Regions from separate parts of the Mus musculus genome. Here region 1 is linked to region 2. A link is a contact called in public Hi-C data. All regions are on one chromosome and are shown on one strand. Each heading gives the region's core, a stretch centred on a gene start, on an enhancer-like site or on the middle of the called end of the contact. The rest is flanking DNA. Distances are from core to core; before and after follow the strand shown. Region 1 holds the start of Psmd2 (proteasome (prosome, macropain) 26S subunit, non-ATPase, 2). Region 2 has its middle 16 kb from the start of Abcf3.

The links. Hi-C and Micro-C count contacts between places; a contact is called where the count stands out from the background.
Region 1: a Hi-C map of cortical neurons shows a contact between it and region 2, with 2.0 times the contacts expected there. The contact joins the promoter of Psmd2 here to the enhancer-like site in region 2. A contact is called at or near these places in 8 of 39 promoter capture datasets (the C10 cell line, cranial neural crest, embryonic stem cells and 5 more), 1 of 15 datasets of contacts at CTCF or cohesin (CD8 T cells), 20 of 484 Hi-C or Micro-C datasets (the G1E-ER4 cell line, the HPC-7 cell line, bone marrow-derived macrophages and 13 more), 8 of 115 datasets of contacts at active chromatin or transcription factors (the NIH/3T3 cell line, the SCID.adh cell line, embryonic stem cells and 3 more) and 4 of 9 other capture datasets (adipose tissue, embryonic stem cells, liver and 1 more).

Annotation. Positions count from the first base shown.
Region 1 is chr16:20,650,110-20,653,016 of GRCm38.p6, forward strand. Psmd2 (proteasome (prosome, macropain) 26S subunit, non-ATPase, 2) reads left to right here and starts at 1,543. Exons shown (of 21, transcript NM_134101.2): 1 at 1,543-1,742; 2 at 2,135-2,191; 3 at 2,484-2,648. The coding sequence starts at 1,608.
Region 2 is chr16:20,563,302-20,566,542 of GRCm38.p6, forward strand. No RefSeq gene overlaps it. Among named protein-coding and RNA genes, the nearest start is that of Abcf3, 16 kb to the left of the region's middle. Within about 2 kb of position 1,985, at least 3 of the 459 cell types and tissues checked have an H3K27ac peak or open chromatin away from gene starts, as enhancers often do. A contact at or near this core is called in cortical neurons, where this site is marked.

The DNA of each region.
Region 1 (2,907 bases), core at 293-2,792, 86 kb after region 2:
AGGAAGGTTTTCTATGCCTGGCCCTGAGATTGTGTTAGTCGTTGGCTCTTGAGGGGAGCATTATCACCCCAAGTGGTGTAAAAAGTTAGACACTATTAAAACTTTCAACAGGGTCTCATTGTGTAGTTCCTGGCTTGCTTAGAACTCACTCTGTAGACCAGGCTAGCCTTGAACACACAGAGATCCACCTGCCTTTGCCTCCTTATTTAATCCCAAATATTGGGATTGAAAGTATGGGCCACGATGCCTGGCTCATTTCTTTCTTTCTGTCTGTCTTTCTTTCTTTTCTTTTTTTTTTTTTTTTGTTTTTTTTTGAGACAGGGTTTTTCTGTGTCCTGGAACTCACTCTGTAGACCAGGCTGGACTCAGAAATCTGCCTGCCTCTGCCTCCCAAGTGCTGGGATTATAGGTGTGCGCCACCACTGCCCAGCTCATTTCATTCTTTAAGTGTTCTTACAAGAGAAACTTTTTGTACTTCACATAGGCAGAAAACAGACTTAATTTAGGTAGCTTACCAAAACCACACTGCTGGTGCATGGCAGGATTTGTTTCTAATATCATGTTTTGAAAGTTTGAGTTTCCCACATTTTTCCAAGTTTTTATTTCAAAACAATGTATTCCTACAAAATAACTTGAAATATATCCCAACAGCTTTTCATATCCTCTTCATCTGGACTCATCAGCTTCTTGATAAACCTTTTAGGGCACAATTTCCAATTCATCTCCAACATACTAATTGGTATGTGACTGTTGATTATATATATATATATATATACATATACACACATATATACATATACACACATATGTATACATGAAATATACATACTAAATATTTATATACCATACATATGGTATGTGCCTGATATATGTATGCATGTATGTACGTATGTATGTATTCTTATCTGTGATAGAAGTCATAGAAACAGAAACCGGTAGACATTTCCTACAGAGGACTATACGGCTATAGAACAGGCAGAGCAGCAATGGGCTGTTCAATCTCTCTCCAAAGGCTGAAGAAGTCATTGGCAGTGGAAATGGATGGTTATGCCTAGAATCCAAGATCTACACGCATCAGCAGCTCATGTCTGTAATGAAGTTATTCTCTGCTAGAAAGTAAGTTCGAGGCTAACCTGGGATAATAAATAAGTAAATTTCATCTTCACTTTGGGGGAAATGGTTTGCGGTTACTATTCCACAGTAGTAGTGGCATAATTACACCGAAGTCACACAGACTCGGTCAAGACTTGAAGAGTTTTGAGCTCATAGAAATCTCCTACAGAGGACTAAAGCAAGCATGAACATGTATGGACGTCCTGTCTTCAGGATGACCTTCTCATCGTACCATGCATCCAGTTGTGGTGAAGCTACAGGATCGGAGAGCTAGGCATCTCTGCAGTCAGACCACCCTTGCACGCACAGAGACACCCTAACTCAACAGTAGCCGTTCGGGCTGGAAGCCGGAACAGTAATTCCCGTCCTGCTCCAGAGGGCGGGACTCGGGATCCGCAGGGCGCTTCCGGTCTGGAGGACAACGCGCGTGGCCTTCTGGGAAAAGGGGCGGTGCGAGCAGGTGCGCGCGCAGCAGGCCGGCAGTAGTGGCGGAGATGGAGGAGGGTGGACGAGACAAGACACCCGTGCAGTCCCAACAGCCCTCCGCGACAACCCCCAGCGGCGCGGACGAGAAGTCGAGTGGCAAGGAGCGAAGGGATGCCGGGGAAAAAGACAAAGAGCAGGAGCTGGTGAGGCGCAGCCTGGGGAGCCCGAGGAGGAGGCCTTGGGCTGAGTCACTGCTGGCTCGAAGGCCTCGGGCCCGACTCCGTACTGCCCACCGCACCGGGGAGACTCAGGATGGGGCGACCCTTTCTTTATACCCTGCCCGCCCCATTACGCACTGTCACTCCCTGAGGCCCTCACCATCACATCGCGGTTCTTTGGTTATTTCCTAGAATGGCTTCCAAGCAGAGTCTGCCTGGTTCCTAAGGTAGACAGCCTTTCCTATAGGGCTGCTTCCCTATCCCACGCCCTCTTCTTGTCCATAGACATTCACACTCTTCACCTGTCCCGGGGTAAGTGGGAGGAGAATGTGATTCGGGTCCCCACTTTTGATGAGCTTCTTCCCCTAACCCTCCAGTCTGAGGAGGACAAACAGCTTCAAGATGAACTGGAGATGCTCGTGGAGCGACTCGGGGTGAGTCAAGATGTTACTACAGGGGGAGTATAGTTGATGTTTCTCATTTGTTTACTCTATTTCATTTTGAGGCAACAATTAGATACCACATATTAGATATTACGATAATTTGAGGGAAGAGTTACAAAGGGTATTTAAATGGGGTCATGGGTCTCAGGTCATTTACAGGGGTTGAGGCATCATGAAATAGGAGCCAGTTATGTCTTTGACCAAAGCATTGGTTAAGTATGTATGGGTCGTGATGTGGAGAAATGTGACTCCTTTTGGTCTGAGCATTAACATCCCCTATTAGGAGAAAGATACATCTCTATATCGACCAGCTCTGGAGGAACTGAGAAGACAAATTCGTTCTTCTACAACTTCCATGACTTCAGTACCCAAGCCTCTCAAATTTCTGCGTCCACACTATGGCAAATTGAAGGAAATCTATGAGAACATGGCCCCTGGGGAGAATAAGGTAATTCAGAATATGGCTGGGACCTGTCCAGTTGAATAATTCCTTTTTTAATGCTAAGTCACTGAAAGCCTAGTGGACCCCATCTAGCTGGAAAGTTCATCACAGTGAGACTGATTCTCCAGTGGAAAGCCTGAGAATGCTTCTCAGCTCCTTAGAAGTTTCTGCTTCATTATATCTTAAGATTTTCTTAGCACGATGTGTTTCTGACTTAATTTAAAATTTTTATAGTGTGTGCATATATGTGTGTGCCTGAATGCAT
Region 2 (3,241 bases), core at 735-3,234:
TCAATTACCCACTGCACTGGCTAGTTCGGTTGGAAAGCAAACTTACCAGCCTATCCTGGAGCTGTTGAGCCTACATCAAGTCTTTGAGTTTTTCACTGGCTAGTCAGTGAAGAGCCTTAGGCTGCAGTCTTCACTAAAATCCTGGACTCTGCCTCTCTTGGCCGGACTAGACTCGCCAACACCACATGGATAACTTGGCTGGTCCTCAGAAGTCATGGGTTCCTCAGTACAGTTCTTGCAAGGCACTTAGGTCTGTTGACAAGTTGTTCATCTCCATATGCTATTAGTGTCTTGAGATCTAGTGGACATCTTGCTAGGTTCCCTCTGGCCCAGATAACCTGGAAGTCAAGTGTAGCAGAGGATAAGAGTCCACACCCTCAGACCTTGTCTGAGCCAATGCTGGGATTGATCATAGGCACTGGAGATGCTGCATAAGCACTGCACTAAATGAGCATCGTCTTACACTCAGCCCTTTGCTTTTTAATTCATTACATGTATGTGTACACTTGCATGTGTGTTGGTGGACACACGTGTGGGTATGTATGTATGAGTGCATCCCTGTGGAGATCAGAGGACCACCTCAGGAGTTACTCCTCAGGTCCTTTGACCTTTTGAAGCAGAGTCTATCATTCTCCTGGAACTTTACCAAATAAACTAGCTGGCCAGCAGGGTTCCAGGAGCCAACATCACTCAAGTTATAGGCACACACTACCGAGCATGGCCTTTTATGTGGTTTGGGGGATCAAACTCAAGGTCCTCTTGCTTGTAAGACAAGCACTTTAGCAATTGACCTGTCTCTACCCCTCCCATTTGTTTTTACTCATAAACTAAGGAGCCCAGAATGGAGTAAGAAGGGTATATTACATCTCTCAACACCTTGTTTTCCCTAATCAGTAAAACAGGAATAACAGTGTATTGGAGAGTTGTACATTGTTGTGACCATAATTAAAACAAATGCATTATTGGAAGGGACATGGGCAGTGAGCATGGGCTCATGCAATCCAAGTTTATCAGTCAAAGTGTAGTCACATGCCCCTAATAACTGTTAAATAGGTGTCACAGGAAAACTCCCACTATGGCTTTGTCACTTGTGGTCTGGGCCCAGGAATGTTTCCAGGTTCTTGGATCTTTATTCAAGAATGAAATGAAAGCCCCCAAAGGAGCAAGGGAATTTCATTTAAAGCAAAGTAATAGAGAAGGCTGAAGAGAGCAGCGGGCCACATGAGTGAAGGTAGAAGGGCCCTGATGGCAGTCGGGACTGCCTTTTAGATTAGAGGAATTTGGTTACTAGGGTGTATGCTTCTATTTTGTCTGACAGGCTTGGATTGCATGAGCCTGTCAACTGCACATGTCCCTTTCCATAATGTGTTTGACTGTAATCATGTGCACACCCAATAATGCACAGGCTTAAGATGGTAAGTGGAGGATGCCCCTAAAAGTTTGCCTGTAATCGCAGTTATGCCTTGCTGATCACGCACCCCAAGGTCAGGCTAGATTGGCTCTCCTTCCCTTGGACCTAGATATATTGGAAATACATTTGAATAGAAATTGATCTGGACATGGTAGTACATGCCTTTAACCCTAGCACTTAAGAGACAGAAGCAGCCGGGCGGTGGTGGCGCACGCCTTTAGTCCCAGCACTCGGGAGGCAGAGGCAGGCAGATTTCTGAGTTCGAGGCCAGCCTGGTCTACAGAGTGAGTTCCAGGACAGCCAGGGCTACACAGAGAAACCCTGTCTCGAAAAAACCAAAAAAAAAAAAAAAAAGAGAGAGAGAGAGAGACAGAAGCAGAGGACTCTCCATGAGTAGCCTGGTTTTCATAGTTCAGACCAGCCAGGGCTACACAGACTTTCTAAAAACAAAAGAAACTGTCCATGTTTGATCATAAAATAACAGTAGTTATTCCATTGTCCAGAGTGGGATGTATGTACAGCTTAGTGCTAGTGGGAGTCCTAGGTTGCTAGGTGCACTGCTCAGAGAGGGGTGTGGTTGCTAAGATACACTTCATGCCTGCCTTCCTGTTTCTAGTATCTCACAGCTTAGTTATTATAATAGTCGTTACTATTTGTTGTGAGCTGGATTTATTGACTCTTGTTCTTGTTAGGCTTTGGTTTTGTTTGGCTTAACTTATGCCTGGACAGCATGTTTCTTGCTTTAGCTTGATCTTGTCCAAGTATATGTTCAGGACCTCCCATACACACCACACACACACACATACACACAAATACACACAAACACACACATACACATTCATTGGAGGCCAAGCAGACTGAATGGATGTCAACGATATCAGCCTCCTGCTGGATCAGATAGGTTATCTGCTGTGGCCTTTTGCATCAGTGCTCTTGGTCAGGTGTCAAGTGTGCTCTAGAACGGCCATGGGCTAGACTGTTAGCAAGAGCACCTTGCTTCATACCAGTGGTCTACCACAGAGGACCTCTGCTGGTGGGAAGAGCAGCTCCAGGTGAAGAACACATTCCACAGTTTGATGTCTGATGGCGTTTAGAAGTCATAAGTGGGCAATAATGCCCACAGGATCTCACTCAGTCCTACAGTGTACATGGAGTCATTTTCCTGAATCTGGCTGGTAGTCACAGCTTAGGGTCAAAGGACCTCCTCCATTAGGGAAGGCAGCATTGGTGACTGACATAGGCACCAGCTTGGACAGGTGGAACCACAACCACAGCTCCTATGCAGCCTTCTAGGACTCAGCATAATGGGCTGGATTTGCACTGCACCAGGTCTGATTCTCCCGCTTCTCCAGACTTACCACAAACTGTTAGGCTCTGCAAGCAACAGAATGTGTCTTGCCAGCACCGTTGCAACTGGGTCTCAGTATAGCCCAGGGCTGCCCAAACCCTCACTATTTAGCTTCAAGTGGCCTTACTTAATCTCCCTTCTGTCTCCCAAATGCTATGATTACAGATATGTGTACCACATCCTGTTTGCTTTACTGATTTTAATTTTTTAAATTACATTTATTTGTACATGTATTTATATGTACATATGTCTACACATACCACACTGCACCTGTTATAGTTGGAGGACAACTTGCAGGAGTTGGTTCCTTCCTTCCCACCGAATGGTCCCAGGTGAACTCAGGCCATTAGGCTTGGCGAGAAACACCTTAATGCACTGAACCATTGCACTGGCTTTGCCTTACTGATTGTTAGTAAGCTATGGCTTGTAATGCTATGTGACTAGAACCACTACATTTAGTCAGATTCCACAGTCAAAATGAA